Regions from separate parts of the Mus musculus genome. Here region 1 is linked to region 2. The links are chromatin contacts, called in public promoter capture Hi-C maps. All regions are on one chromosome and are shown on one strand. Each heading gives the region's core, a stretch centred on a gene start, on an enhancer-like site or on the middle of the called end of the contact. The rest is flanking DNA. Distances are from core to core; before and after follow the strand shown.

What was found. Promoter capture Hi-C pulls out the DNA fragments that hold promoters and counts their contacts.
Region 1: a contact with region 2 is called in a promoter capture Hi-C map of liver. The contact joins the promoter of Rtp3 here to the enhancer-like site in region 2. A contact is called at or near these places in 2 of 39 promoter capture datasets (embryonic stem cells and liver), 1 of 484 Hi-C or Micro-C datasets (liver), 1 of 115 datasets of contacts at active chromatin or transcription factors (embryonic stem cells) and 3 of 9 other capture datasets (adipose tissue, liver and pancreatic islet).

Annotation. Positions count from the first base shown.
Region 1 is chr9:110,987,289-110,994,588 of GRCm38.p6, forward strand. Rtp3 (receptor transporter protein 3) reads right to left here and starts at 2,425. Exons shown (of 3, transcript NM_153100.2): 1 at 2,157-2,425; 2 at 1-26. The coding sequence starts at 2,323. Gm10030 (predicted gene 10030) reads left to right here and starts at 2,211. Exons shown (of 7, transcript NR_152179.1): 1 at 2,211-4,761; 2 at 5,440-5,660.
Region 2 is chr9:110,883,804-110,891,618 of GRCm38.p6, forward strand. Als2cl (ALS2 C-terminal like) reads left to right here. Exons shown (of 27, transcript NM_001146059.1): 3 at 212-343; 4 at 1,064-1,262; 5 at 1,585-1,650; 6 at 1,980-2,145; 7 at 2,603-2,734; 8 at 3,489-3,608; 9 at 4,677-4,735; 10 at 4,883-4,949; 11 at 5,302-5,498; 12 at 5,904-5,969; 13 at 6,282-6,380; 14 at 6,498-6,659; 15 at 6,979-7,090. The coding sequence starts at 241. Among named protein-coding and RNA genes, the nearest start is that of Als2cl, 7.5 kb to the left of the region's middle. Within about 2 kb of position 6,433, at least 48 of the 459 cell types and tissues checked have an H3K27ac peak or open chromatin away from gene starts, as enhancers often do. A contact at or near this core is called in liver, where this site is marked.

The sequences.
Region 1 (7,300 bases), core at 1,175-3,674, 99 kb after region 2:
TTCGAGAGCAGGAAGGACAGTGGAACCTGTAGAGGAGAGGGCCAGAGTTTCAGCTGAGCTGTGGGCAGGTGCCAGAGGGAGAAGGAGTTTCTCACGAACGGTGAGAGAAGCAAATGACCCCTCTTTCTCATCTCCACTGTATCACCAACATGCCCTGGGACCATCACCAGGTACCTACTGTGCAAACAGCACACAAACCATCGGACTCAGAAGGAACCTAGGGCATTTGCTAAGCCCAGTGTGTGCATTTCAGAGTCAAAGTACACACTGGGAACGCATCATGCCCAGGACTTGGGGATTAAGAGTTAGGACTGGGGCTCTGGTCACTGAGCCCCAAGCCACTGTTTCTTCAGATACTGAGGTAAATGTATTCAAGGCTATGCATGCAACAGCCCCCAATACTATATATTATATATATAATCTATATAGCCCCCTGTGCTAAAAATCAACAAGTGGATAGAAATGGGTGCAGGGTAACTGACAGACCGGGAGAGAGTTGCAATCTCCTGCCTACAGAGACAGTTTGCCTGCTTTTGTTTGTCTTGGGGGTGGGGGTGGGGGTGGGGTTGAGGTGTGGGGTAGGGGTGGGGGTGGGGGTGGGGTTGAGGTGTGGGGTATAGGGGTTGGGGCTGTGGGGTGGGGTGGGGGGTAGGGCTTCCATGATCTGTAGGATCCCCAGAGATCATGGCTTCCAGCTCTCTCTTCTTGTGTGGGTTCCCCTCCCCCAACTCATTCTTTTTCTTACATGCACCAGAGAATTTTACATTATTTCTGAATGCTTGCCTTCAACAAGGTGCAGGATGACACCCTGTCTCAGGAGGGCAGGGTTTTGTTTTTGTTTTTGTTTTTTTTTCTGATACCTATTGGAAACAGTGAAGAAAGACTGGAAGAAGCCTGTGCTTGCTAGAACAGGAGTTGTGCAAAGCCAGAACACTGCAGTGTGGCGTAGACATTTATTGCACATCAAATAGTTCATGAACTCCCTCTCGGTTCAGTGATGTTGTGGTCACGGGACCTGCTGGCCAATGAGACTTGAGCAGCAGTGAGATCTTCCCAAGGCTATGAGATTTCTCTTTCTTTGCTTAGGTGACCTTGGGAGCCATTGTTTAGCTAAATCCTGGGATTTTTTTTTTTTAGCAGTGGATCCTAACTTTGCTTGAGACAGGGGCATCTGCAGTCTGAGATGAGGAATTGGAGGAGGTTGGGCAGACTAGCTCCCAGGCTAGTTCTAGGCACAGAACCTAGGACCTCGCACATGTTAAGTAAAGGTACCATTGAGCTACAGTCCCAGGGCCCTTTTTTTTTATTTATTTACTTATTTATCTTATTTATTTATTACATGTAAGTATACTGTAGCTGTTATCCAGAAGAGGGCATCAGATCTCATTACAGATGGTTTTGAGCCACCATGAGGTTGCTGGGATTTGAACTCAGGACCTTTGGAAGAGCAGTCAGTGCCCTTAACCACTGAGCCATCTCTCCAGCCCCCCTCCCCCCTCTTTTTTTTTTTACTATGTTTTGATCCTAGGCTGCCATCTTAGGGCAAATGTGGCAATAAACTGAGAGGAGATGCTGACAAGCTAGCTCTGAGCCCCATGAAAAGCACTAATTGAGAGTTACCCTCACTCAGTTTTTCATACAGGCTTGAGCTGTCCCCAGCAGCCAACCACAGATGGGGCCTGGTCTCAGCACTCCAGTTCCGCTGTGTGCCAGTCCTGAGTCCCAAGTTCTCAAATAAGCCAACTGAGGCTTTGTTCTGGAGTCTCCCAAGACATCTCTTGGCTGAGAATGGTCCAGTCCCCTCACAGACAGCAGCAGGTGTGACAGATCCCGAGTCTCTAACCTCTATGTTCTCCTACCTCTATCCCTGGGCCTTGGGGCACCCTCTTTCTCTCCTGGAAAAGAAAGTGTAAAACGTTGGCTGGCCTCCCCTTGAGTAAATGAGGCCCCCATTCTTCCCTCCTTTTTCCACAGTGTCTCATCCTAGCCTGGATTCTGTCACCGTTTTAAGGTCACAGTCATGGGGGAGGGGAAATCCCAGTCCCTAATGAAGCTGGAATTCCTTCCTGTGTCCTTCAGTGTGCAAGCATGGACAGCTGAGAAGAGAAACCAGTCAGAAATAAGCAAGAATCTTCTAGCATGGGTACCTCCCTTACCTAGCAAAGGTCTTTTGCTGGTATTGCGTCCATCCTGGCTTCAAAACGTTGGGAAGAAGGTTCTTGTCTGGTATGAGGGTCCATTTGTGCCAGGGTTTCACCTCTTGCATTAGCTCCTGGAACACATGTCGCCATTGCTCTGTGTCTCCTATGTCTTCTTCCATCATGGCTACAGTGCTGGGTCCAGGCTGGGGCAGGGTCTTCTGGGTCCAGAAAGATCTGTGGCAAGAGGGGAATTGTTCACTCAGACAGCAAGGCTTCAGGCTGGCAGTCCCTCTGAGGACCTGAATTGGGACTGTAGTTCAGATCCTTCTGTCCCAGGGACAAAGGTCAGTTGAGTCTGTTCCCAAGTTCAGAGGACAGCAGTGGACAACCACAAGAAATCACAAAACTCCAAGCTTTGGTTTTTAAGGTCTCAATACACTAGTGAGGGAGAAAGTTCTGGAGTCCAAAGCAGGGATGAGCGGCCTCTGGCAGAGTCTCTGAAAGGGCTGGAGGCTACTCTTGCCTTTTCTGGTTTTAACATTTGGAAATCTTCATCTTTTGTGCTGCTGAGCTCCTACTTGAGGCAAAAGAGGCCTCCCTGGGAGTCCCACACTCTGGGAAGTCCTCAGTCACACCTAGTATCTCAGGAGGATGGTGGGTGATCTGTAGACATCCAGCTGTTCCCCGCGCCCACCAACCACAGCCTGACCCCGGAGGTCTCCGGCCCAACCAAATTTTCCACTTACCAGAAATCGAAGCTGGTGCAGCCAGTGTTTGCCTGGGAGATTAGGTGATGTGTCCCTAGATGAGTGGAAGGCTGCTGGTCCAAGACCAACAGGAACCCATTGCCTTCCTCCACAAGAAGGTTGGCTCACTATCACCCTAAACCGAGGAAGGCAGAGAGGAGCACAGTTGGATCAGGCAGTACTCTATTTAAGGCAGACAAGATTGGGAGTGTCTACACCCCGAGATTCCATCCACAGATAGGGTGGGTCTTCCTATCAACTGATTGCCCTGGCTGCTTCCCAAACTGGACGCTCCGCAGCCTGGAAGAAAAGAAGGAAACCAGGGGGGAGGGGCTTCCTGTGGTTTGGAAACTGAGTTTCTCCAGGCTTCTCCCGACCGCCTCTGCCCTACATCACAGCTTTATGGCCAGACTCACACCATGGTCTTTTCTCCCTGCTTTCATTTAGTTTCTCAATGTTATTTGCTCAGTTATAAATTAACTACATCATTTGGGAAGGTAGTTCAGTTTCTATTTTTTGGCTCTCCCCCTTTTCAGCTTTTCACTATGGGGTATCCTTCTCTCCCCCACCCCCAACCCCCAGTTGCTTATTCCGGCTTTCGATAAATAGGAGTTCTCTATTTATGGTCAATGGTGCTATGCTCCTCACATGTTTGGGGTCTTTCCTAGAGGTCTCACTGTGTAAGACAGTCCCTAGGGCTGGTGCTGACATATTTCCGAGAGAAAGGAGGCTACTGTGTTTCTAATATGGAAAGTACAAATGTTAGGGGAGTTTGTTCCTAGTTGTGGTGCCGGCTGTGGACTCACTGTTGATAAGTCAACAACTGAACATAAACTGGGTCAGCTTTAAACAAAGGTTTAAAGCTAGGCTTGCATTAGCCTCTCCTGGGGAAAAGGGTGAATGCCTAGTCACAGGGATGTCACTGAGCTTGTACTGGTCAGGTGACTGAAGCACAAGCAGAGGACTGCTAGACCCTCACGTAGTCCCCTTAGGAGAAACGGCTCTGTGTTCAAGACAACAGTTAGGGCCTCCATGTGCAGCAGGAATTAACTATGCCTTCCTTTGCTCACCTCGTGGTGGCTTGCCTCCTCTCCTGCATTATACAGGAGAGCTAAGTTGGTAGTGAAACTAAATCTTTGCCTCTCTCCAATTTTTTTTTTTAAGAATTTCTTTTCTTTCTTTCTTTCTTTTTTTTTTTTTTTTTTAAGATTTATTTATTTTATATATGTGAGTACACTGTCTTCAGACACACCAGAAGAGTGCATCAGATCCCATTACAGATGGCTGTGAGCCACCATGTGGTTGCTGGGAATTGAACTCAGGACCTTCAGAAGAGCAGTCAGTGCTCTTTACCTGCTGAGCCATCTCTCCAGCCCCCTCTCTCCAATTTTTGTTTAGAATGTTACTAAAGCCTTAACTTAGTTAGCCAGCAATCCTATACCCTGCGGGTCCCCAAGACCAACATCCAAGGTTCTCTCTTATCAGCTCAGACCTCTGAGCCCATGGTTAGGACTTGTGGACCTTTCCCAAGTGGGTTGAATTGTGACATCCCAAATGAGGTATCTACTTGTGAATGTGTGTGGAAAACTTGAGTGTTTTCAGATGTAATTAAGGACCCGAGAGAAGAGAAGAGACCTTCTTTGCAAGATTTAGAGTTTCTGTGGCTACCAGGACATAGCATAGCAGCAAGAAGACAGGTGAAAGGCCAAACTGCATGTCACTCACAACCTGACCTGGAGAAGGATGCCAGGCGAGCCTACACAGCGTGCCCAGGGACACGGAACAGCAAAGTGTAGCTACAGAGCACAGCAGGAGCATCTTTAGGCTTGCATTAGCCTCTCCTGGGAAAATGAGCCGATGTCTAGTCACTCCAGGTAGGGCAACAACCACAGACCAAAGTAACCCTCTGCCCTGAGTCTAGCCTGAGTTTATGGGGATCACTTATGGGAACATGGCTGAGGAATTGTTAATAGCAGCCTGGGAAACTCCACAATGGCTAAGTCACAACTTCTCCATCGCTATATAGGTGGAGCCTCCTTTTTGGTTAACTTTCCATCTCCTATATACTATGATACCCCTGTGATTGTGTAAAACTGGGGAAGAACTGGGTACACTTGGGCGGGAACATAGAAAGGAGTGGCTGGACTCCCACTGCAAGGGTTGAGAACCCTTTCCTAGTATGGGCGTCAGGCACAGTTGCTCCCATGAATAGCGATGGACGTTAGCAATGGATGTTACCCTTGGAAACTGCTGTCTCTTCAGCACTAGACTTTTTAGCACTAGACTTCTCATGGATAAGCTCATTGAAAATTTTTTGAGGGTTTTGGAGCACTGGGGCTATATTTCATTTGCCCTTCATTGTCTTGTGTTGGGGCTTGAGGCTGTTAGGGGCAGATATACAGTGGTTCACGGTTCACGGTGTGATGGACAAGGAATGGCTAGCCTATAGACACGACCAGGGAAACTGACCAGGCCCTCAGCTAGGAACCCAAAGCTGGGAAGAGACACATTAAGCAGAACTGTGTTACGTGATGCTGTTTGATGTATTCTAGGTCAAAGTCCAGCAGCAGGCATCTTTCCCATGGTATGCAGAGGGAGGTGTGACACAGAAGCACAGGAGAAGAACCATCAGAGACACAAGCAGTGACTAGGCTTACATTGTCACAAGCAAAGGAACACCTGGGACCCGAAGAGCAGAAGTTTCTCCCCGGACCCTCTGAATGGGCAGAAGGACTGCAGACCACTTACTTTTGAACGTCTTGCTTGCAGAACCGTGAGGATACATTTTTATTGTCTTAAATCATCCAGTTTGTGGTCTAGTTGTAACAGGGGCAGTGAAATGGGCTCTTAGATCCTGTTCTTTAAGGGTACATTTGTATTTCATACTGTAAAGGAGTGTGCCCATCCATATACATCTCTGATGCTCAGCACAGACATTTGCCAATGATTTGTTGTTGTTGTTTTTTTTTTTTTTAAAGATTTATTTATTATATGTAAGTATACTGTAGCTGTCTTCAGACACCCCAGAAGAGGGCATCAGATCTCATTACAGATGGTTGTGAGCCACCATGTGGTTGCTGGGATTTTCAGGACCTTTGGAAGAGCAGTCAGTGCTCTTAACCGCTGAGCCATTCTCCAGCCCGATTTGTTTGTTCTAAGTTAACCTTTGACTTAGCAATTCAAGAGTTATGCAAAGCTCAGTGGCCTTGGGAAAATGTAAACCCCGCTGCACACAAAGAGAGACAGTAATAAGGGAGACCTGTGGGGACCACAAGTAGATAAGAAGGTCAGAGCTCAGAGCCAGTTAACCTTGTGACCAGAGGATAAAAACTATACTGTAGAACTGATTTTGCTATTTCCTATAAAGTCTGTTGGCTGGAGATGTGGGGGTGGCAGGTCCAGAGGATGCTGAGCCCTTCCTGTCTCAATGGCCAGTTCTCTGAATGAGTCAGAGCTTAAAGATGCCATTCCTGCCTCTGCCCATGGTGCTGATTGGCAGCATGGACTTTGTATTCTGGTTATATTTGTTATGACAGCCCCAGGAAGACACTGCAGAAATCCCCCTGCCCTTTCCCAGGTGTTCTGAGCTCTTCAGTCTTCTGTGTGCTTCAATGAGGCCAGAGCAGGCGGCAGGTGGCCTGCTTGCTCCAGATTTGTTTACCGTTTGTAGACTGGATGATTTTAATAATTTATTAACTCATACTTTTCCTCAAATATATTCTCCTCCCCCTCCCCCTCCCCTCCTCCTCCTCCTCCTCCTCCTTCTCCTCCTCCTCCTCCTCCTCCTCCTCCTCCTCTTCTTCTTCTTCTTCTTCTTCTTCTTCTTCTTCTTCTTCTTCTTCTTCTTCTTCTTCTTTCTTCTTCTTTTCTCTCTCTCTCTCTCTCTCTCTCTCTCTCTCTCTCTCTCTCTCTCTCTCTCTGGAAAAAGAGATAAGGAAAGAAAAAGAAAGAGCTGTTGTTGATATGCTCACTTACCATCTGCCTCAGATGAAATTCAGAGCCTGGGTCAGGGCATATGTAAGCAACAATCCAGAACCAGGGTGAAACTGCAGAAGGCCAGCCTGGTTTACAGAGTGAGTTCCAGGACAGCCAGGGCTACACAGAGAAACCCTGTCTCAAAAAACCAGGAAAAGAAAAGGAAAAAAGAAAAGAAAAGAAAAAAATGAAATGTTTCCAGGTTGTTTTTCACAACTCCTCGGTAAATGGTCAAAAATGTGTAAAAACATAATTAAAAACATGTTAAAAGTTCTTGATGTAATACAACCTTTCCCACCCCTGGGCAGGAAACATCGCATATCTTACAGTGAATTTTGGGAAAGTTGGCTCACAAAAGGGGTGCCTCTAGTGGGCAAGGGGTCTTGGGGTCAGTTTCATGGCTCTGTCTCGGGGAGAATAGCCAGATAACAGTTGTAT
Region 2 (7,815 bases), core at 5,183-7,682:
GGAAGCGATGCTTCCCTTGGTAGTTTTCAGCTTTTATTCCCTCTGGGGCAGGGAGCAGGGCAGGGTCAGTGGCCAGGAGAGACCTCCTCTCTGTGAGAAGCTGGACTCACTGATTGACTCTGATGTAGGTGATTATGGGCCTTACCTCTGGGAACTGGGGAGGATATTTGCGCCCCTGCCATGTTCTCTGACCTGTGTCCTTCCTACCCAGTAGGCCGAGTGCCTCGCCGCACCCTGGCTATGTCTAGCTCTGAGGAGGCAGACCTGCTCCGGCTGGAGGAGGTCTTCTCAACGACTCTTGCTCGAACCATCAGTCTCATCCTGCAGCCTCTGCTCTTAGCTGGTGAGTGTAGGCCTCAGTGGGGAAGGGGGGCACAGGAGGGCTCCCAGCGGTAAGATGCAGCCTCTGCTCTTAGCTGGCGAGTGTAGGCCTCAGTGGGGAAGGGGGCACAGGAGGGCCCCCCAGGGATACGATTTCTCCCTTGTTAGACATTCTGAGATAGCCTTCTCAAACTCAAGTGGAAGTGCTGGTATCTTTTGATGGAACTGAGTGAGGCCTTGGCCACCAGGTCCTGGCTGTTGCCTTCCCAAATGGCTTCTGAGGACCACAGGCCTATGTGTACCGCTTGCCTCACTCCCTGTTCCCACACGGGGCTCCCCGGGATGCTTTGGAAAGCCTTGATTAGAAGGCAGGACACATAAGGCTTTCACCTGGGGGTCACCCTTGGAATTTGACCTTGGGCAGGTGTTTTCCTCTCTCACAACCTGTCTGTGTATCTCTAAGGTGGTTGGGAGTGACCCTGAAGACTCCACGTTCTGCATCTGGGTCTAAAGAGAAGAGGCAGAGACTCAGGGGAGCTAGAAATCTTGGTTCCCCAAAATGATTAGGGTTGTCCTGTTAAGCAGGAGGCACACATACAAGCCTCATTACTCAGGGTTCAGCCCTTTACCCTAGCATGCCCTGCCCCTGAGGAGCTCTATGGGGTACTAATACAGTCCTGAGCCTCCTAGAGCTACAGGACTACCCATCAACGCCAGCTCAGGGTGGCTCTGCTTTCCACAGACCCGGAGCCCTCAGATCCCTGTGGCAAAGAGTGCCTTCGGCTTCTGCAGCAGCTGCATGAGAGTGCCCAGCGGTTGTGGTATGTGACAGAGCAAAGCCTGCTTTCGCTGCGGCAGAGGCTATACCACCCACCTTCCAAGGGTCTAGAGGCCGTGCTGTTACTGAGCAATGCTGACCATGTCCTACAAGCCCACATGGAGTAAGACGCCCTGCTCTCACCCCTGCCTTTGGACAGTTTGTTGCTTGGCCACAGTGCCAGAGTGCCATCTCTGCTATTTGATCCTAAGGGTCAGCTGGGGTGGGTCTCCTATGGTCTAGGGTATTGGCTTGGTAGCAGGCATATAGGCTCAGGCCTGGACCAGACCTATGAGATACAACTGTTGGGTCATGGCTTGAGGGCAACTGCCTAGACCATCAGGATTCTGGCTGCTCAGTGGGTGGTATCTGGGACCCCCCAAGAGGGCAGAGTCTGAGTGTGCATTGGGAGCTGGGCTTTCAAGGTGATCCTGGGTTGCTCATAGATACATCAAGTCCTACACTGATTGCGTGGTGGCGCAAGCTTTTCAGAAGGTCTCAAAGAAGAGGAGGTGAGCTTGGGGCTGACACAGTAGCCCCTATGTGGCTGTGAGTGTCTGAGGAGGGGGAGTTGGGGAAGACCACCCCAAAGCAGCAGAGTGGGTACTTTGCCCACCCACCACTTGAGTGTCTGCAGTTACTGCCTCTATCTCCTCTGAGGTGAGGGTGCAAAGCCCCTAGGAAGAGAGCTCAGGGTTTTGCTGGGCTAATGGGGTACAGGGTTGGTGCCCTGGGTCTGGGAGCTGGGGAAGTGGTTACCACAGTGGGTGAGGGGAGGTGCAGGTGGATGTGGGCTTGGAATGGGGACGTGGAGGCAGTATGTGGCCCTTCCTAAATGCAGTGAGTTCTGGAGGAGCCAGCGCAAGGCGCTGAGGCAGCTACTGTCCTCTGGGAACTCTGAGGGCTCTGTGGGCACCACGATGTGCCAGGCCCTCCGCCAGCCACTCTCCCAGCACGTGCAGAAATACTTGCTTCTCCTGCTGAGCCTCAGGGACACCCTTGATGAGGTGGGTACCAGAAGCAATCTAAGGATGGAAGTGTTGGGAAGAGGAAAAACAGGGCGAAGGCTCAGGGGACCGAGATAAGCCATAGGGAGGGGCCCCGAGAGAACATAGCCCGCTCCTAGGGAAGGGCTCTGGAGGCATGAGTCTGCACTAGGGAATCTTGAGCGCATGGCCCTCCCTTGATGGGACACCCAAAGAATAGGCATAGAATTCTCTACTCAGTGGGAGGACATAAGACCCAGGGCCACACCATGCTGTCATTGAAATATCCATCTGGAGGCACCTTCATGCTCCCTTCCCGTCCCCAGAAGGGTTGTCAGGGAGAAGAGAGCAAGCTGAGCTGCGGCTTATGTTTAGGCCTGACCGGATGAGGCTGGGCTGAGACCCTCATGACCATCACCGGAGTGGGGGCTGGTTCCAAGTCCATCAGATCCTCCCCTCCTTTCCTGTCCTCCCACAGAGCCACCCGGCCCAGGAGCTGGTGATGCATGCTATCACCCTGTTTGGAAACCTGCAGTCCTTCATGGGACAGGCCTTGGACCAAGCTGTGGCCACACAGGCCCTGTGGCACAGCCTCAGCAGCCGGCTGAGGGTGAGTGTGGGGCTTTGGGACAGTCAAGGAAGGAAAGGGGGTTGTCCCATATTGGATGTGAGGCTGTGCTGGGTAGTCTGAGCAGCTCTGTGACTCAGTTTCCCCATCTGGTAACCTGATGGCTGTCAGTCACACTTAGCCATCGGCTCGGGCAGCAGAACTGACTTTTCTGGTGGTGCCACCAATTACACGTGCCTGTCACCGTCTAGCACAGTATATAATGCCCTGCAGGAAGGACAGAAGACTTGTCAGGCTTGGGCCAGGAGTAGAGCAGGCCAGAATAACCGTGGGTGACAGAGGGTATAGCATACCGGGTGAGGGTATCAGGAACCTGCTGGCTGTGATGGGGCAGAATGGAGACCACCCAGGAAAGGACAGAGAAAGAAACCAAGCTGGTGTTCTGGGCTGGGTCAGGGGCGACCCCTCCCACTCCCTGCTCCCTGCACCTTGGAGCATCATCGCTTGAGTGTATGTGTGTGTATGTGTGTATCTCTGTGTGTGTGTGTGTGTGTGTGTGTGTGTGTGTGTGTGTGTCTGTGTGTGTGTGTGTATGTGTGTCTGTGTGTGTGTGTGTGTGTGTGTCTGTGTGTCTGTGTGTCTCTGAGAGACACACAGAGAGAGAGAGAGAGAGAGAGACCTGGGTGATACTGGCTGAGATGGTCTCTAGGAGATGTCTGGGGTGCAGGAGAGAGGTGCAGCGTTGACCTGCAGCCTCCAGCGCCTGACCTTCTTGTCTCCCTCTTTATCCCACCAGGATGTGCTCTGCAGCCCTGCTCACCGACTCTTGCAGGACAGCCAGGACATCCCCGTGGTGGTCACTCCACTGCGGGCTGAGCGCGTGCTGCTCTTTGATGACTCGCTTGTCCTGTTGCAGGTTGGGGGGCGGGGAGGGGGAGCGTGAGGTGGGGGTTCTGGGGTCAGATTGGAAACTGAACAGGAAAGGAACAGAGTTGAGGCTGAGGCCAGGGATTGTGGGTCAAGAGGAAGCCATACGAGGCTTCAGGGTTTGTCCCAGAGCCAGTAACCTTGGCCAAACTCACCTGTGGTGACAGCATTGTCTCCCCTTCCTCAGCATGGCAGCCTGGCTTGGGGTTTGTTCTGATTGTGTCTGTAACTTCCTCTCCCTCGGTTGCAGTTTGTCTACTAGAGATGTTTCTAGCCCTTCCCTGCTTGTCTAAGTTCCTTTTCTTGTGGCTGCTACAAAATGCCTGACAAAACAACAACTTGAGAGAGAGGGGGGAGGGGGGAGAAGAGGGAGGGAGGAGAGAGGGGGAGAGGGAAGAAGGGGGAGGGAGGGAGGGAGGGAGGGAGGGAGGGAGGGAGGGAGGGAAAGGGAGGAAGGGTTTGTTTTAGCCTGGGCTTTACCTTGTTTCTGTGGGACTTGCTTGATTCTCTGCTATGACCTGTAAGCTCCTCCATTCTCTGGCTTGGCCTTGAGCCCCTTCCACTTCCGGGTCAAGTGAGCAGCCTGCTTGGGCCACATGGGAAATGATGACATTCCAGAGAAAGGAACTTCCCATCAGGCTCAGAGCAGGGTAGCTTCTCTGGTAGAAGGAGAAACATGAGCAAAGGTGAAGGATGCTTAGGGCAAGCTCAGGAGGGCGTGGCTGAGCAGCAGATGCTCAGAGCACAGAGACTGTGGAGGCAGGTGCAGGAACTGCATGTGTCAGCCTCTGTGGTTGGTGGGCCTCGGTCCCCAGGCAAGAGGAGCCTTAGAGGTTTGCAGCAGAGGCTGTCGGGGGGGCCAACTATGTTTCTAGAAAACACTGGCAACCCCCACGGGGTGGGGGAGGCTTGTCCAAATCCTAGGGTGAGAAAAGGAGGAGCTGCAGCTAAAGGGGAACAGGCCGCCGTGGAAGGACCGTGCTCCAGGCCTGAGGGGCATCGGTATCAGTGACTCTGCAAATGCTGCTCTGGACAACCCGTCTCCATCTTCTTCCAGGGCCACAATACCCACACGTTTGACCTGAAGTTGGTGTGGGTAAAACCCGGCCAAGACAAGTGAGTGACTCCGGGAGCTGCAGGTGCTCTGGATCTCTCTCCTTGGGCCCCATGAAACCCGCCCACATCGCCAGGCTCCCACGGGAGCCCCACTTCCAACCCCGGACAGAAATGGGGCTCACGAATCTGTCACGTCTGTCTGCCTAGGTGTGTGCTTCATATCCTCACTCCTGAAGAAGAGATCTCCTTCTGCACCAGAGACCCCCAGGGCCAGGTGAGTGTATGAATGATGGAGGCCAAGCCAGAAGCCAGGGGAGGGCAGAGTGCCGACCCTACAGGCCCAGAAATGGATTGGGGGCGTGCCTGGCTTGGGTATCAGCCCAATGTTGGAGGAGTGGGAATTTTTCCATCATTAGATTGGAGTGGAGGCCGGCTCCCACCCTTGCACAGGCCTCTGGAGTGTAGTCCCTGGGCTGCTCAAAGGATCTCAGGTCTGCTGCCGTATCTTAGGAGGGTAGTGTGCCTGAGGACAGCATTGAGGAGATGGGACTCGGTGCCCTGGGAGGCCTCTTTAGGGCATACCTGCAGCAGCGATGACATGTCCCCTGCCTTCCCGTCCCCGCCAGGTTGTCTGGCAGTGGAAGGTGACCCAGGCTGTGTGCCAGGCCCTCTGTGGCAAGAAGGACTTCCCTGTGCTGGGATCAGGCCGGGAGACGTCTGTGCCTCCTGAATGTCGCTGTGTGGCCTATACCTTCCGCCGAGAGGGGCGGCTCTGCCAGGCTACCTATGATGGCGAGTGGTGTCGAGCTAAGCCCCATGGCAAGTGAGTCACCATTGCTGCGGGCTGAGCACTTCCGGCACGTGCATCGTCAGAAAGAAGGAGCTCGCTAGAAATCCCATTGACTGGGAGTCAGTCTCCTAAAGCTTGGTGTTGCCTTCTGCAACTCCCGTGGTTCGAGGGGAAAGGAGAATGTCAGTACTGCCAGGGCTCTCCCCATGGAAGTTGTCAGGGGTACCCCAGCGCCCCACAAGACTGCTTGGACAGCTGTGCCAGGAGATGGGGCTACTTTCTGTGAGGTATCTCAGCAGCATGTGAGGACTGGGTGAACAGAAAGTCTAGTTGGAAGAAGTTAGAGTAGAGGAAGGGAGGGACTTTGTGGGCTCTGGGCATGTAGCTGTCTGGGGCTGGGGTCCAGTGGCCTGATGCTGTGTGCCTCCTGTGTTCCAGGGGAACCCTGAAGTGGCCAGATGGGCGGAACCACGTGGGGACTTTTTACCAGGGCTTGGAGCATGGGTAAGGCTGCCTGGGCGGGTGTGGGTACGGGCATGTGAGGCAGCCAGTGGCTGCCCCAAATTCCCAAGCCTTGCACAGGAGTGGTCAGATGGCCCAGTCCTCTCACCACATAGACGCAGAAGGGGAACCTTCCTTCCCATGGTGGGAGGGGTGTCCCGAGGACCTTTGTAAGGGAACAGGGGACTCTGAGATCTACTGGGGGACTCCTTGGAGACAAGGACAACTGGGTAGAATGGAGGGACGTGACAGGGGCACCTGATCAGGCAAGTGGCCTGGATATTCACTTCCAACCCCACCCAACCACATGGTCAGCTTTGGCATCTGCCTGGTGCCCCAGGCCTCTGAGGACAAGTTTGACTGTTACAAGTGCCACTGGCGGGAAGGCAGGATGTGTGAGTACGGCATCTGTGAGTAAGTGACCTTTGGCCTGCAGGGGGAAGGTGGGTGGCGGCCGGGGGCGGGGCCGGGGCCGGGGGCGGGGCTGGGGAGTGGCCTCTGGACTTAGCTCCAGGAGGCGCGTCTTTGCAGGTATGGCACTGACGAGGTGTACAAGGGCTATTTTCAGGCCGGTCTGCGGCACGGGTTTGGCATCCTCGAGAGTGCCCCACAGGCTCCCCAGCCCTTCAGGTACACGGGCCACTGGGAGAGAGGCCAGAGGAGTGGCTACGGCATCGAGGAGGACAGGGACAGGTGAGTGCTGGTACAGAGAAGCCAGAAGTCCAGCTGGCTCAAGCTGCAGTCCCTCTCTGACCTCTGTGCGCCCCTTCAGCTTTTTTATCTTGTTCTGTCCTGGACACCTGTCTCCATGGCACCTCCCTCCGTCAATGCTTCCTGCTACCTCTAGGGGGCTCCACCCAGCATGCCTGCCCCTTCTCTGCCATCTTCTGTTTTCTTTGGGGTTTGTTTTCTAGCACCATCTGTCTCCCCCACACCCCCCTGCCAGCAGAGCATCCAGAAGGCGCAAGGGAACCATTCTGACCCTCCTCTCTCACACTCCCTCTTCTCTTAGGGGCGAGCGCTACATTGGCATGTGGCAGGCTGACCAGCGTCATGGCCCTGGGGTCGTGGTCACCCAGGCAGGCGTCTGCTATCAGGGCACATTCCAAGGGGACAAGATGGCTGTGAGTGGTAGTCCCTGCCCTGGGCACTCTCTGTAGGTGAATTAAAGCCAAGCTGGGTGGGTGACAAGGGATGTCCAGCTCTGCCACCATCTACTCTGACTTTGGCGCAAGCCAGGCTTCTTCTAGTCTCCCTTCCCCCTTTTGCAACTCAAGTCAATGATGCTGATGGGACACACATGAGCTCGCAAGAGCCAAGTGTGCCACAGGACAGCCAGTGGCCTCATGGACCCTGCGCTGGCCCTGGCTGAACCATCACCATCTTCTGGAGTCCTCGAGTGACTCCAGCGATTGATGTCATTGTCCTTAGCATATGAATGACACCCGTTTATTGATGGCACACATCAGAGGACCTGCCCAACATCACAGTCACATCCGGCTGAGGCTAAGCTCAAACCCAAGCCCCTGCCCCCCCCAGCCTGGGCCTCCACCTCTTGCCTCCCGCCTCTCCACTAGACAGGGCCTTGATGTGTAGTGGGGCTCTGGGCAGCAGCTGTACCTGGTTTTACAGCTTGTTTGTTTAGATTCCACCTTGTTCTGGAAAGAACCAAAGGAGACCTGAAAGAAAAGGGGAAGGAAAGACAAGGCTGGGCCCACAGCACAGACTCAGGGACAAGTTGACCGTGAACTTGTGAGGGAGCTTCCTGGCAGGTGCCGTACGGAGGTCATAAGGGAACTTGATTGGCCCTGAGGACCCAGGGCAGTAGCAGGGAGACAGGGACAGCTGG